5 separate regions of the Mus musculus genome follow, and all the other regions are linked to region 5. A link is a contact called in public Hi-C, HiCAR-type and promoter capture Hi-C data. All regions are on one chromosome and are shown on one strand. Each heading gives the region's core, a stretch centred on a gene start, on an enhancer-like site or on the middle of the called end of the contact. The rest is flanking DNA. Distances are from core to core; before and after follow the strand shown. Region 1 holds the start of Eea1 (early endosome antigen 1). Region 2 holds the start of Cradd (CASP2 and RIPK1 domain containing adaptor with death domain). Region 3 holds the start of 5730420D15Rik (RIKEN cDNA 5730420D15 gene). Region 4 holds the start of Nedd1 (neural precursor cell expressed, developmentally down-regulated gene 1). Region 5 holds the start of Ndufa12 (NADH:ubiquinone oxidoreductase subunit A12).

Region 1 (2,700 bases), core at 156-2,655, 1.7 Mb before region 5:
TGCTTGCTACCAAGGTTCAGCTCTATCAAAGTTTCAAAAAAACTACCAAAAACGATTGCAAAAGGAAAAAAAAAAAAATCCAATGTCCCCACAGAGGGCCAGAGCAGACGTTAACTATGTTTCCTCTGATGTATGACCAGATGACTTCAATGTTTCACAGAAGCTGTCTAAACAGAATCTTCCCTTCCTGTGTACTGGCTGACTCAACCCTCCTTGGCACATTTCTTAACTAAATGCTACACATTCAGTAAGTTCTTGTCCTTTGAACTAATTCTCCTACTCTCTAGGTAACATCTCTTTACATTAACCAGCTGCAGAAGGGAGCGAATGGAAGCTATCCAAAACACTTGAGTAGGCAACTCTTATTAGAAGCGATTTTAATTATGTTATTCTAGGAACTGGTACCTAAACAAAACATCTACGGCTTTCCAACGCTCTTACCTTTTTACCCTCAAGATTTCCCAGATTTTACATTGAGATAGCCCTGGTGGAAACTAAACTGGAGTGTATCTGCCGTTTGAGCCATTTAGTCCTGGATAACTAAAATGAGGTTCTGGGTCTTGGAGAGGAAAATGCACTTGTAATTCTTAAAAGAAACTTTCCAACAGTGAGTAATATCTTCCTTCTCCACCGACTTTGGCAGTTCAGCGTCTTCAAGTCCCAGGACTAGGCCGGGTCTCCCATGACCCTCCTGTACCGTGCAGATAGATGAGTAAGGAGGCAGACAGGCAGGTGCGTGTCGTGGGAAGGTGGTGGCACGCTGGGGCAGGGAAGGGCCCCGCAGCCGCCCGCAGCCGAGCACCCACGGGCGCGGAGCCGGGAGCGGGGAGCGGGGAGGGGCGCGCGCGGGCACCACACCCTCCAGCCCGTGGTGACAGCCCCGAGCGCGGGAGCCGAGGCTGGAGGCCCTCCGGGCTCCGGCCTGCGCCCCGCCCCACCCGCAGCCCGGCTCCGGCAGGACCAGCAGGCCTCGGCGCACGCTGTCACCGGGCCTAGCGGAGCTCTGAGCGCCCCCGCCCTCCAGCCCGGGCTGCCCCGCGGCCGGGCTCGGACGCTCGCGCTCACGTGCTGCCGGAAGGACGGTTTCACTCTTACCCTCTGCAAGATCCTTCGAAACATGGTTTGGCCGGCCGCCGCCGCCGCCGTCACCGCCGCCGCCGCCGCGGGGACTCTCCGCGCCCTTATGCGGGTTACTCACGACTGGAGGGCGCGAGGGGCCGGCAGCCGAGCCGGGAGGGAGGAGGGCGGGGAAGAGGCGGCGGTGGACGCGGCTTTGGCGGCCCCGACTTCCCCACAGGCGGCGAGAGGCTCACGAGCACGAGCCAGCGAGGAGGGAGCCAGCGAGCGCCCGCCTGCCGGGCCGCCCCCGTAACTGACAGCTGGGCGGGCCCGCCCGCCCGGGGCCGAGGGGCGGAGCCGCTGCAGCCCCGCCTCCTCGGCCTGTCCATCCGCGGGGAGGGCGGGGCCGGAGGGAGGGCCGGCCCGAGGCTTCGACCAATCGGAAGCGGGGCTAGTGTGAGAGACAGGCCACAGGAAGCTGGTGCCTTGGCTTCTTCCGCCGAGAGCTTGGACCTTGGGTGCCGGACCCTGCTCGGGAATGTTGAGGGTTGCCTGGTGTTCTGATGGAGAAGATGCGTGGGGACCTCACGGGTCCCGCCTGGAGGTGTCCCCCACACGGGGATGGAAGAACAGGTTTTAGAGCTAACTTCAGCTGAGCCCCAGCCTAGGATGGAAGTTTGCTAGCGCTCTTAGTGCAGCAACCCCGAGCCGGATCCTCCTCTTGGCTGGAAAGGCTGATTCGACCTCTAAACTCCAAGCCATTGTGGACCCGAGAAACCAAGGCTTACTTAACTGTGTTGGGCTTCCCCCTGCTTTTCCATACCCAGGTTACCCGCTTCCTTCCTGCTTCTGATTGCAATCAGAGCAACAATAAAACATGGGAGGAGGCTGGGTTTGGGATTAACTAGAGAAGTTTGGGTTTATCCTTTTGTGACAGGGCAAAGGTTTCTTCATCTTATTTCAGCTGGAGCCATCCTTGTTTTAAGCTGAAACACACACACTTTTACTAGCCCTTCCGTGGGAAAGCACCTAACTATGTTCTAAAAGCAAGGGGTAGAAATACCCCAGCTAACTTCGTGTCCTTGGCTTCTGTTTAACCACTTGCTTGCTTCCTCCTTCAACTGCCAGCTAGGATGTGAGTTTTCTGTGTTCTTTGTCTCTAGAAACTCTCTGTAATGTGCATTCGGGGTTGCTCTGTTATAAGTGTTTCTCTCCCAGGCAATTCCAGTGCTTGGGAGGCCTCTGCCAGGTTCTAGATGACTAAACTGCACAAGGTGAAACTTGGGATACTGACAGTACCTAGTGACCTGGGAGCTGAGAGAGCAATCAGAAAGGCTGGGAACTGGGGATGCCTAGATTGTGGGGTGGGGGAAAGCATTGAATACCTCAGGTAAGGTTTCTCTATCTGTAGCTAATAATCCTAGGGACTTGTGGAAAAGCTAAATGCAGTGTCAGTTTCTGAGTCGGTGGGGCCTCCAGGACGCTGTTAGGTCAGGATTGTGGGGGTGGGGGGGCTACCAGATTTGAGAACTTTGTCCTATTTTTGTATTGTGTAGATTGCTTGTGCTGTTCATTGTTCTTGAGAAATTTAAAATCATGGGTCAAAATTCTTCTACCCAGAAAACCCCTTGAATCTGATGA
Region 2 (2,700 bases), core at 167-2,666, 1.1 Mb before region 5:
AGGAGGTGACAGTTGGGTGATTCACTAGCAATATTTTGACTGCCATTAGAAGAATAGAGTCAATCATACATGGTTGTGTGGTGTACTGGAAAGAGCAGGAGATCAGAGGGACTTGGTTAGAATTTAGGTTTTACTCTGTATTGGCTGTGAGATTTTGGATGATACAATTGACTTTCCTGCTTCTCTAGACTGCAATGATTTGAAATGCTAAAAAGAATTCCTACCACTTACATAAAAACACTGTCAGTAAGACAGCTAGTGCCTGCATAGAAACCCTGGAGTATATTAGCATTGTAAGTTTGCACATACAGTTGAAAGGTGTTGAGGAAGGAGATTTATAAGTGTCTACTGATATGTTTATAGATATTTTATTTTCAACTGGAGGTACTGGTAGAAATATTCTTTTTCTATTGTCAAAAAATTTTTTTAGCACACACATCCTTTTTGTTACATGTCACCCAACTAATTAATGAGTTTATTAATTGTTTTATTTTATGAAGTAATTTGTGCATGTAGGTGTATATTACTGGGAGTTGAACTCAGGGCTTAACTGCTAGATTAACTTTTGACTAGCTTATTATAGTCAGGCTCTCATGGAGTTTTTTCTGTTAAGATTCAACAATTCATTTACTCTTTCACTTAGATAACGTAGATCACCTGTTCTCAACCTGTGGCTCTGTAACAACCCTTTCACAGTGGCAGTGTAAGACTTATCAGAAAACACAGATGTTTACACTAGGATTTATAACATAGCAAAATTAGTTATGAAGTAGCAACAAAAATAATTTTATGGTTGGGGGACACCATATTACAAGGTCAAAGCATTAGGAAGATTGAGAACTACTGCCTTAGAGTTTTTAAACCACTCTCTCTCTTTTTTAATGTAGGAGAGTGTGCCTCTTTTCCCACAGCAAACATGGCGGAACAAACTTCAACCTGACGTCTTGCGCCCTCAACAAAGATGGCTACAGCACTTCCTGCTCTTGCCTTTAACAAAGATGGTCGCAATACTTCCTGTCTAGGACTTTTGCCCTCAACAAAGATGGTCTTTATGGTACAGGTTCCCTAGCAGTCTGGATTCCGGTTGTAGTTTTAGTTATTCTTTTTTTTTTTTTTTTTAAACGGTACGTGGTCGCAGACGTAAGTAAGATGACTCCATCTTCTCTCGCTGTCCCCGCGCCGTGGCGACATCGCCCCTGCGCGGCTCTCCCGGGGGCTGGACCGGGGTTCGGGTGGCGGTGCCGGGGGTCGGTTTCCTCCGAGAGGACAGTCTGCGGCTTCATTTACCGTGAAAATCGTCGGTAGCTCTAACTGTGCCACAACCACGGCTTTCAGCTGCCGAGACAGGGAACTTTTTACAAGTTCCAAATGGAAACACGCTGCCAAAACAAAACAAAACAAAACGGTCACCCACGCCCTCCTCACCTGCCACCTCCCGATTTGGCGGAAGATCGCGAGCAAGGCTGGGATCCGACGTCCCGCTTGTGTGGGCTGAGGGTGGCAGAAGCCCCGCCCGCCACCCTTGCTCCCCTTGCCTTCATTGCCACCGCAAGCCACCCCGCAGCACACTAGCGACCTGAGCTCATTCAGTGTCCCATGCATGCGTGCTCACGGCCCTACTGCGACCCACATTCCGAATTCTTGTGAGGCTTATCGGTAAAGGCACACAAACACTCATTTTCTTGAGGGTGCTTGTCCTTTCTTTGAATGCTCTATAAACTTCTTTCCTCCGGACTGTCTTCTATTGCTGGTCAGGGTCTATAAATAAATGTCCCTGGTGCTTTTTAGCAGTTTCTAAAGCGTGGGTGCTGGACTAACTCTGGCAAAGCAATATTGAAATCCACTATTTTCTAGCATTTAATTTTATATAATAATATAAATAGATTAATAAATCTGTAATCCTTAGGGATTGCATTTTAAGTAAGGGATCAGATCTGTTTTCTGTTGGCTCTCTTACTGCACAAGGAATTGAAATAGGGCCCCATTATCGTGAGAAGCAGAGGTAGAAACATCCATAATGAGTGTCGTTCATTATGCCGGGAAGTGTTTGAAATATCCGTGGTTTGGCTTAACAGCCGCTTAGGAAACACCGTGGCTCAGCAGCCTCTTAAGATATAAAGACCTGACTGATTTTTGAGGTGCTCATTAATGAGTTTGCAGCAATACACTGACTTTGGGGGGGGGGGTGTCCATCAGCATTCCTGAAACCTAGGTGCTCATTTTGGCTCTTTCCAGGAAGAAATGGAAGCCAGAGACAAGCAGGTACTCCGCTCCCTGCGTCTGGAGCTGGGTGCCGAGGTACTGGTGGAAGGACTGGTTCTTCAGTACCTTTACCAGGAAGGAATTTTGACAGAAAACCACATTCAAGAAATCAAAGCTCAAACCACAGGCCTCCGGAAGACAATGCTGTTGCTGGACATCCTGCCTTCCAGGGGCCCCAAAGCTTTTGACACCTTCCTCGATTCCCTCCAGGAATTTCCCTGGGTAAGAGAGAAGCTGGAGAAGGCGAGAGAGGAAGTCACAGCCGAGCTGCCTACAGGTAGGCCCCAAAGAGATCCCCTCAAAACAGCTCTGGAAGTGTTGCAACCATGCCCAGTGGATTGGAATTTGGTCTTTTAGGAGGGACCAGGGCCACGAGCATGGGCAACGGTTTGGATGCAGAGGGCATGGCGTCGGAGGGTCAAGACGAGGAGGCGGTGT
Region 3 (2,700 bases), core at 104-2,603, 1.2 Mb before region 5:
GATTTACTACACCTGACAAAGAAAAATTAATCTGTATGATCTCAAAAAAAAAAAAAAAAAAAACACCACCACCAACAACAAAAAAACCAACAAAAAACCAAAACCCTTTAGGAGTGCAGAAGCACAGGCACACACTTCCACTTCCTCTGAGGTTTTCTACCAAGAAAGGATCAACCATTCATAAAACGTTGGTCTTAGTTATCCCTGCACATTGTAGAGGCTTAAAAAGTTTAACTTGGGCCTCCAACTCACTACACAGAACTCCAGAGGGATCCGCCTGTCCGTTCATGCTAACCTTTCACCGACATCTTGTTTTTAAGTTTACAGAAAACGTTAGGGACCTAAAGAAGGTAAGCATCCTGCTAAGTTACTCCCTGGCTTTACACAGGCTTTCTAAAACTTGAGTAAGAGGCATCCTTCCCATCAAAGATTCCAGGAAAACAGCCTCCCCCCTCCGCGGCCACACATACGAATCTATCGCTGACAAAGCCCCTGTAAGCTGGCTTATGTCCTCCCCTCGCGTTCACCATTCTGTAAGTGCATAGAATTATTTAAGAGGAAAAAAATTACTGTGGATAAAAATTGGTTCGGGGCCTTGGAATTGGCCGGTCGTGTTGTGTTTCCTTCCAGGGCCGGCAGGCGGGGCACCAGGCAAGGCTTGGAAGCCGCGCCTCTCTCAACCTCTCCTGGCCACCCTTGCCCAACTTCCCCATAGACACAGCTTCAACTAAAAGTGGCCATTGACCTTTCAAGCTTTTGAGCAGTGGGGCAACAGAACAGTATTTCAAAGAAAAATGGTTATCGAAATTTCGAATCCGGTTTTCCCATGAGTGTTTTTTTTTTGTTTTTGTTTTTCTGTTAAAAAAAAAAAAAGTAGGTCACATTCAAAGTGGGTCACGTTTCAGGAGCCGGCGTGCCTGGATGCCGGCGCGGAGGCTAGGTGGCCTCTTACAGAGTGGGAGGTGAGGGTCCCAATAGGAAAGAAGTACTGGGATCAATACGAACTCCGGGTCCCTGGCTTTGCAAGGATTCACAGAGACAAACGCACCAGGCCTGTGACCCCGCACCCCACCCGGGCACAGGTAAGGGCACCTCCTCTGTAGGGTGGCCAGGGTGGGTCTCCCGAAGGGCAAGCAGGAGTTGAGCTGAGGAGGAAAGGAGAAGCTGGGCAAGGCTGATGCAGGGGACTACCAGTTGGAGCTCCAGGGGGGAGGGATTGAGGGCAGTCTGCGCAGCTTTAAGGAGGCGCTCAGCTCGTCTCTTTCCTGGCCTTCTAGGATGCTGGCGGAGGGGACAGTCTCTGGTTCGCTTCCCGAGGTGCCCGGGAGTGGTAGTCGACCTGGGCAGTGGCGTGCTAGCTCTAGCTCTGTGTGTGTCTTAGAGAGGGAGGGACGGACATCTGAGCCCCGCCCCCTTCCCGCACGCTGGTCCTGCATCCCACATGGAGGAGAGGAGGGTCGCGTCTGGCAGGCGCACAGCGGGGTGGATGGCTGGCCTAAAGGTTCCCTCCTACGTGGAGGGCTGGGGAGAAGAGGGGCTGCTATTCGCGGGACCGAGGTGCTCAGCTGTTGCAGACACAGGGGCAGGTACTGGTGGCTTAATAGGCATTGGCTGGGGACTTCTCCTTGTTCCCGAGCACCCCGAGGTGCAGGGTCAGAGGAGGGCGGAGTCGCAGGCTTCCACCCCGCAGCCACCAGCACCAGCACCCGCACCGGCTCTCTCCACCCGGCTCCCTTGAAGCCTGCGCATTAGCGGCCGGGGCCTCTTTAAAGCGCTGGCGGGGGCTGCGGTCACGTGAGGCGGATTCCTGGAAAGTTCCTGGAAAGCGGCCTCCGCCGCGGCCGGGCGGGGCGCGAGGGGCGGGAGGCGGGGAGCGAGGGAGGCGCGTCGGGCTGGGAAGTCGCGCGCACACTCGGCTCCGGGGACAGACGGTTAACTCTTGCCAAGTCTCGCCGCCTCTGCGGCTCCCGGGCCTTGGGCTTCCCCCCTGAAGCATGAGCCTTTCCTCCCGCAGCCGCCAACGCTGCGCGGGTCTCGGACAGTGCGCGCCGGGACTCCAGGCGCGCGCCCTCAAGATCCCTTGTGCCCGGAGCCCGGAAGCTTGCGGCAGGTACCGCTCGCGAAGCCCGAAGGTTCCGCCCGGGGGGACAGTGGCCGGGAGGGCGGCGGGGTGCGAGCACGGGGGCGGCGGCGGACCGCCTGGGCGTCCGCAGTTTAGGGCGCCCCGGGAGAGTTCAAGTCGGGGCTCTGCCCCATCCGGACTCAACTGCCTCCTCTCTCCCGGGTTCCTTCTCGGTCTCGGGAAATTTTCCGAGCACCCCCACCCCCCAACAACTGCTACCCAAATTTATAATCCTAATAACCTGATCTCCCGCTCCTCCCCGCCAGCCTCCGCCCTTGCTCCCCCACCCCACCCCTTCTCTTTCTCCCATCTCCTCCGCTTCAACTGGAGGGAAACCCGGCACTGGCGAGCAGGGGTGTCAGCCTGGGGCGGAGAGGGGGGGGGGAAGCTAGGCGACGATCCCTGGGATTTTTGTCTGCCTTTGGCGCAGAAAAACTCGGTTGCTTTTACTGAGCGCAGAGCCGATTGCATCCCCAGGCATCTCCTTCCACAAATAAACGTCACCCGGGGAACTCAGACGGACACCCCTCCTTGCCCCCTGGCTCCCCCGCCCCTTGTCCGCTGGGGAGGCTGCCTAG
Region 4 (2,700 bases), core at 81-2,580, 1.5 Mb after region 5:
CTTCATTTTATGGTTGTTCCTCACCAGCTTCCAGAAGCTGGAGAGACTTCTTTTTCTCCTAGGGGAGGTGGGGATTGGCACTTCTTAGGTTTCCAGTTGTTTTTGATATGGGTTCAGATAACTGGGACATTATGTATCCAGTTGAGAAACACATCCGGTGTGCACCTGGGACAAAGGAGCAACACTTTCCATAGGAACATGCTATCAGTGATGGAAGTAAGAACTCTCAACAGAGCAATCTTTTAGCAGGAATGTTGGGAAAACTCAGTTCATTGGCCCCTTTCTACCATGAAATACATTTCCTTCAAAAACAAAAAAACCAAAAAACCACTGAGTTGGTGTTCATGTACCTGAACAGCAGCATGTGAAGCTGCGGATGTGAAGATGGCTAGCTCAGAGGCTGAAGTCACTACTGGGTTTGTTCTCAGGGTTAGGGTTCGTTTTGGGTTAGATGTTCCTCTCCTCTGCTTTCCTCCTTTTCCCTCCCACCCCTTCCTTTCTCTTCCCCTCCTTTCCTTCTCCCACTCCTGCCACAATTTCCTCTCCATTCCCTCCCCTCTTTGAAACTGAGTTTCTTTGTATAACCGTCCTGGAACTCGTTCAGTAGACCAGGATGGATTTGAACTCACAGAGATCCCATTGCCTTTGCCTCCTGAGTGCTAGGATTAAAGGCTTGTACCACCACACCCCTTTGAAGTTAGATGTTTAACCTGCAGCTTTTCTTGGCTTCCTCTCAAGTAATCCTCTCCTAAACCAACCATGTTAATTGCCTTTATTATGAGCGTTCTTCTTTGTGATAACTGTGACACCTTTTTTTGTGGGAACTGAGAGTTGCCCGTGAATTCCCCATCTTTTATTCTTCTGTTTTGTTTTGTTCAAGACAGAGGTTCTCTGTGTAGTCCCTGGCTGTCCCGGAACTCACTCTGTAGACCAGGCTGGCTTAGAACTCAGCAGTCTGCCTGCTTCTGCCTCCCTAGTGCTGGGATTAAAGGTGTGCACCGCCACTGCCTGGCATTTTATTCTTGCCTTCCCTTTCCCTACAGAAGTGTTAATATTAACTTCCTAACTAGACTGTAATCTCCAGCAGGCTAGGGAACCTGCGTGTTGACTGACCTCTTGTCCCTTCAAGCTAAACACAGTAAGTGCACACCCACAGCCTAACTCAGCGCCTGGCACACAGTAGCCAGCAAACAAATGAGTGATAAAGGAGCAGTAGCTACAGGCTAGGATATCTTCCTCTGCACCGCCCCAGGGTGGGAGGCCACCCAGCACCCCCGCGGGCTGAGCGCTCGGGGCACCGCCTTTCCCGTGACGTCATGCGAGGCGGGACTTCCGGCCGCCCAAGTTTAACAGTCCAGGCGGGAGCCGGAAGCGCAGCGAGGAACGGGTGGAGCTGGGCCTCCCCTGTGGCCCCACGCTTGAGAGGTGAGGTTCCGCCTGACAGGGAGGCTCTGTGAGCGCGGTGGCCTTGGGCCGGGGACCCCCGAGGTCAGCCTCTTCGGTCCTGCGTTGGGCGGCAGCGGGCGCGCGCGCGCGCTGGAAAGTGGCCGGGGACCGGGCAGGACAGGACAGGACAGGACCGGGTCGCGGGCCCCGGATTTAAGGGCCAAGCTGCCCCGAGCGGCTCGTCCACCCCGACTCCCGGGTCTGGCTCGCCCGTAGCTGCTGAGCGCAGGCGCCCTGGGCTAGGGGTGCAACTCCCGAGAACTCTTCTTGAGCAGAGAGTGCAGTTGGTCGCTGTCGCTCTTCTTTCCCGGGATCCTCTCCCGGGGACTGATGTCAGAGCCCAGAAGCCAAGCGAAGGGACTGTGAGAGGTCTCCGTGAAGTCAGCCTCACTGAAGCTGTGTGGGTCGCTTAACTCTTCTGAAGAGCCTTGATCCACTCATTGCACCACACTGCACAGTAGGCTCCTTGTGTGGGGTTAGGGTAGCAGCAGCTTGCAGCTGTTTACTGTTCTTCAGAGTTCAACTTTTCTACCCTGTGTTTTTCCATGGGCCGGGGAACAAGGGGCATTGAGTAAGTGTTTTAGTCACCAAATAGAAACATTGTCTACAATTCAACAGGTGACTCTGCAAGTTTTTAGCCTCACCTACTAGGGGTCCCTTCTAACTCAGAACCACCCCACACACTACTGTATCCAAAAATATGCACAACAAATAACTGTTTTAATCCTTTCCATAAACTTTATTTATTTATTTATTTTTCCTCTTGAGACTCAATGATTTCTGCCTTATGCTTTTTAGTTTGTCCTCTGGAACCCAGATATGTATGATGCTTTTGTTGATGATGTGGGGGCGTGTCTTTGACCACTGTTGGCCTTTAACCTTGGTTAAATTCAGCCCCCTATGTCACCAGATGGAATCAATTCAGTGTGTTGTAGCTGCCGTAGCATCCCTTAAAAAAAAAAAAAAAAAAAAAAAGTAGGGCGTGGTGGCGCACACCTTTAATCCCAGCACTCGGGAGGCAGAGGCAGGCGGATTTCTGAGTTCAAGGCCAGCCTGGTCTACAGAGTGAGTTCCAGGACAGGCAGGACTATACAGAGAAATCCTGTCTCAAAAAACCAAAAAAAAAAAAAAAAAAGTAACCACTTTTTATTAGACTTCAAGTATCAATGAAACTGTGTTGACCTATAAAAAGAAACATATTTTGTGTGGCTACCATGGATTAAACACACACACACACACACACACACACACAGG
Region 5 (2,700 bases), core at 100-2,599:
CGTTCCAAGTCACTTAGTATCTGTTCATGCATGATGTCAAAACTAGACTCTGAATCCTAACCCCATCCATTTATACACACACACACACACACACACACACACACACACACACACACACACACACAAAATCTATAAATACTGGGCTGGAGAGATGGCTCAGCGGTTAAGAGCACCGACTGCTCTTCCAGAGGTCCTGAGTTCAAACCCCAGCAACCACATGGTGGCTCACAACCATTTGTAACAAGATCTGACACCCTCTTCAGGGGTGTCTGAAGACAGCTACAGTGTACTTACATATAATAATAAAATAAATCTTAAAAAAATAAAAGAAAAAGAAAATACTGCACTCACCAAAAAATTGCTTGTTGTCTTCGTAGTATTTATTTCCATATTTGTCTTCTCCCACCAGTGTACCAATCCTTATATCATTTGCCCTTTAAGAAGTACACAGAGGAAAAAAAAGGCATCTCAGAATGATTCACACTGTTCAAGACAAACCCAGAAACAGACCGTACCACCGACTGTTTCTGCATCGACACAAGAACGAGATGCTACGGGGGATGCTCGCTGCTTGTACACCTCTAGCCTTCAGCCGAAGGCTCTTGCCACTCAACGCTCACGAATTAACTTTCTGGCAAAGAGCTCTGGAGTCTCCTGTGTTGTCCCAGCAGCATGCAGACAGGTGTGTGTGTGTGGGGGGGGTAATCAACCAAACAACTGATGTGCTTAGATTGCATATAAAACACTACTTTCCAGCTACGGTCCACGTATGTAGATACGTGCACCCTGAGACACTAAGTTAGCAAAACCTTCAGGCAGTCAAAGTACTTCATCATCTTCGTATTACGAGTGTCCCCTGGATTATTCACTGGTCCTCCGGATTTGCTGCGATTTATGGGGCTAATCGGGACTAGCATGATCGCCACCTTCAACTTCTTACTGTACACAGTGCAGAGGAAAACTTGCCCAAGGTCACCGTGAGGGGTAGAGGGGTTGCTATGCTAAGCCTCATTACACCCCAGGACTCGAGCCCGGAGCATCCCGGCTACCCTAGCACCTGCGTCACAGCTCCGCCACTAGGGGCTGAGTAGGGCCCAGAGACGTCTCAGTCCAAGGAACTCAACTCTTGGGACTGAACTTGTCCTTGACCGGATCCCTGGACCTCCAAAGTGATCTAATCTGAGCTCCTTTCCAGGAAAGCAGCCAGCGGAGGTGCGTCCCCAGAGACCCAGGGTCTAGCCCTGGCCTCCTACCTGAAGAAAACCCGTAGGAGGCCCCGCAGGCCGCCGTGGCCGGTGACCTGCTGCACGCCGCGCTTCAGGACCTCCACCAGCTCCATTCTCATCTGCATGGTCCGCCCCTTCCGTGTTCGGGTAAAACCCGCCGGGCGGAAGACGAGATACTCAAGGCGCCACCGTTTGGAGGTTCCTGCTCGTCAACCGGCCGCGGAGGTCGTTCTACGCAGGCGCAGAGCTGGAGGTCGCGCAGGGAGGATTATCTGGGGTTTTACAGTACAGGTTGGTGTCTTCCTAAAGGTGAAATTAATGTTTTCGGAGGCTGTACCCAGAAAGCGACCCTGCGGGGAGAAGTACGCCAAGCAAAGCTTTCCCAGATGGGAGTTTCTCCTGTCGAAATAAGTTTCTTCCTCCAGACAACGATGACGCACATTCCAAAAATTCCTTATAGCACTAGAAGCTAAGAAATGCATTACTGACCCCACAGCGGTATTGTACATTTAATACAGAGTGCGTATGATTTTGAATTCATTAAGCGTCGGTATGCTGGTAGATGAGTGATGAAGAATTGCAAAGAATAAGATTAAGTAAAATACCTGAAGGATTTGTTATTTTATTGTTGCAAGGTGTAAGCACAGACACTAGGTAGACTTCATCACAGAGTTAGTGCTTTACAAAATAATAAAATAAATAAACAATACTGGCAAACCCCTAGCCATAAAAAAGAAAAAGAAAAGAAAAGAAAGAAGAAACTAGGATTAATAAAATTAAAGATTAAAAATAGTTAAGTGTCAAGTCGACAAGGCTGGCCAGATTGCGAACCTCGGGAATACACCTGCCTCCACATCCCTGGAACTGAGTCTACAAAGGTGCCACCATACCCGAATTTTCTACATGGGCTCTGAGCTGTAACTTCTTTTCTCACGCTTGCAAGGTAGGCTAAGATCAAACCCAGGTCCTTGGCAAGAGCAGCTAATATTCTTAATTTCATTTTAAAAATATTTTGCGTTATTTGCATATTGTTTCCAAGCCCTGTGTGTCTTTACATATTCCTCACAATATGTATGTTTTTTGATGACTAGAATGCAGGGGAGTCACAGGAGACTTCTGATAGCAGGATAGAAGGCAAATTGGCCTCCAGCTCTTTCCCTTAGAACACAGCCAGTAGGCAGTAAGGAGCAGAACAGAGAGACTCTGGCCATGCCCAGATTCTGTCCCACTGCAAGTCCCAGCTAACAGCCACTAATACTCAGTGACTACAGAGATTTAAACCCATGATTTCTGCCAGACCCCTGTTCTGACTGAATGGAGATAGGTTGTCCCTGACCACCTCTGTCTGTATTATACATTCATGTGAAAATGCACACTTCTAACTGGTAGGTTTGGGGTGGCTAACCGCAAAACCTTGATGCTTGACATACTGCCAATAGTTTTGAAGCCCCTTCTATATCCTTCCCCGTTTGCA

Evidence for each region. Promoter capture Hi-C pulls out the DNA fragments that hold promoters and counts their contacts. A called contact is a pair of places that touch in the nucleus more often than the background predicts. HiCAR-type assays count read pairs that join an accessible place to other places. Capture Hi-C pulls out chosen DNA fragments and counts their contacts.
Region 1: a promoter capture Hi-C map of adipose tissue shows a contact between it and region 5. The contact joins the promoter of Eea1 here to the promoter of Ndufa12 in region 5. A contact is called at or near these places in 3 of 39 promoter capture datasets (the 3T3-L1 cell line, liver and pre-B cells) and 1 of 9 other capture datasets (adipose tissue).
Region 2: a contact with region 5 is called in a promoter capture Hi-C map of liver, with 3 times the contacts expected there. The contact joins the promoter of Cradd here to the promoter of Ndufa12 in region 5. A contact is called at or near these places in 8 of 39 promoter capture datasets (the 3T3-L1 cell line, HPC-7-derived erythroid cells, the SN4741 cell line and 4 more), 2 of 115 datasets of contacts at active chromatin or transcription factors (astrocytes and forebrain) and 1 of 9 other capture datasets (liver).
Region 3: a contact with region 5 is called in a HiCAR-type map of astrocytes, with 4 times the contacts expected there. The contact joins the promoter of 5730420D15Rik here to the promoter of Ndufa12 in region 5. A contact is called at or near these places in 7 of 39 promoter capture datasets (the 3T3-L1 cell line, the HPC-7 cell line, the SN4741 cell line and 4 more) and 3 of 115 datasets of contacts at active chromatin or transcription factors (astrocytes, embryonic forebrain and forebrain).
Region 4: a contact with region 5 is called in a Hi-C map of CD4 T cells, with 3 times the contacts expected there. The contact joins the promoter of Nedd1 here to the promoter of Ndufa12 in region 5. A contact is called at or near these places in 1 of 39 promoter capture datasets (pre-B cells) and 1 of 484 Hi-C or Micro-C datasets (CD4 T cells).

What each region holds. Positions count from the first base shown.
Region 1 is chr10:95,939,368-95,942,067 of GRCm38.p6, reverse strand. Eea1 (early endosome antigen 1) reads right to left here and starts at 1,405. Exons shown (of 29, transcript NM_001001932.3): 1 at 1,096-1,405. The coding sequence starts at 1,119.
Region 2 is chr10:95,322,425-95,325,124 of GRCm38.p6, reverse strand. Cradd (CASP2 and RIPK1 domain containing adaptor with death domain) reads left to right here and starts at 1,416. Exons shown (of 3, transcript NM_001330138.1): 1 at 1,416-1,656; 2 at 2,236-2,539. The coding sequence starts at 2,242.
Region 3 is chr10:95,416,028-95,418,727 of GRCm38.p6, reverse strand. It overlaps 5730420D15Rik (RIKEN cDNA 5730420D15 gene), which reads right to left and starts at 1,353. Exons shown (of 5, transcript NR_045339.1): 1 at 1,049-1,353. It overlaps Socs2 (suppressor of cytokine signaling 2), which reads left to right and starts at 1,871. Exons shown (of 3, transcript NM_007706.4): 1 at 1,871-2,110.
Region 4 is chr10:92,721,048-92,723,747 of GRCm38.p6, reverse strand. It overlaps Nedd1 (neural precursor cell expressed, developmentally down-regulated gene 1), which reads left to right and starts at 1,330. Exons shown (of 15, transcript NM_008682.2): 1 at 1,330-1,425.
Region 5 is chr10:94,197,684-94,200,383 of GRCm38.p6, reverse strand. Ndufa12 (NADH:ubiquinone oxidoreductase subunit A12) reads right to left here and starts at 1,349. Exons shown (of 4, transcript NM_025551.4): 1 at 1,254-1,349; 2 at 352-434. The coding sequence starts at 1,339.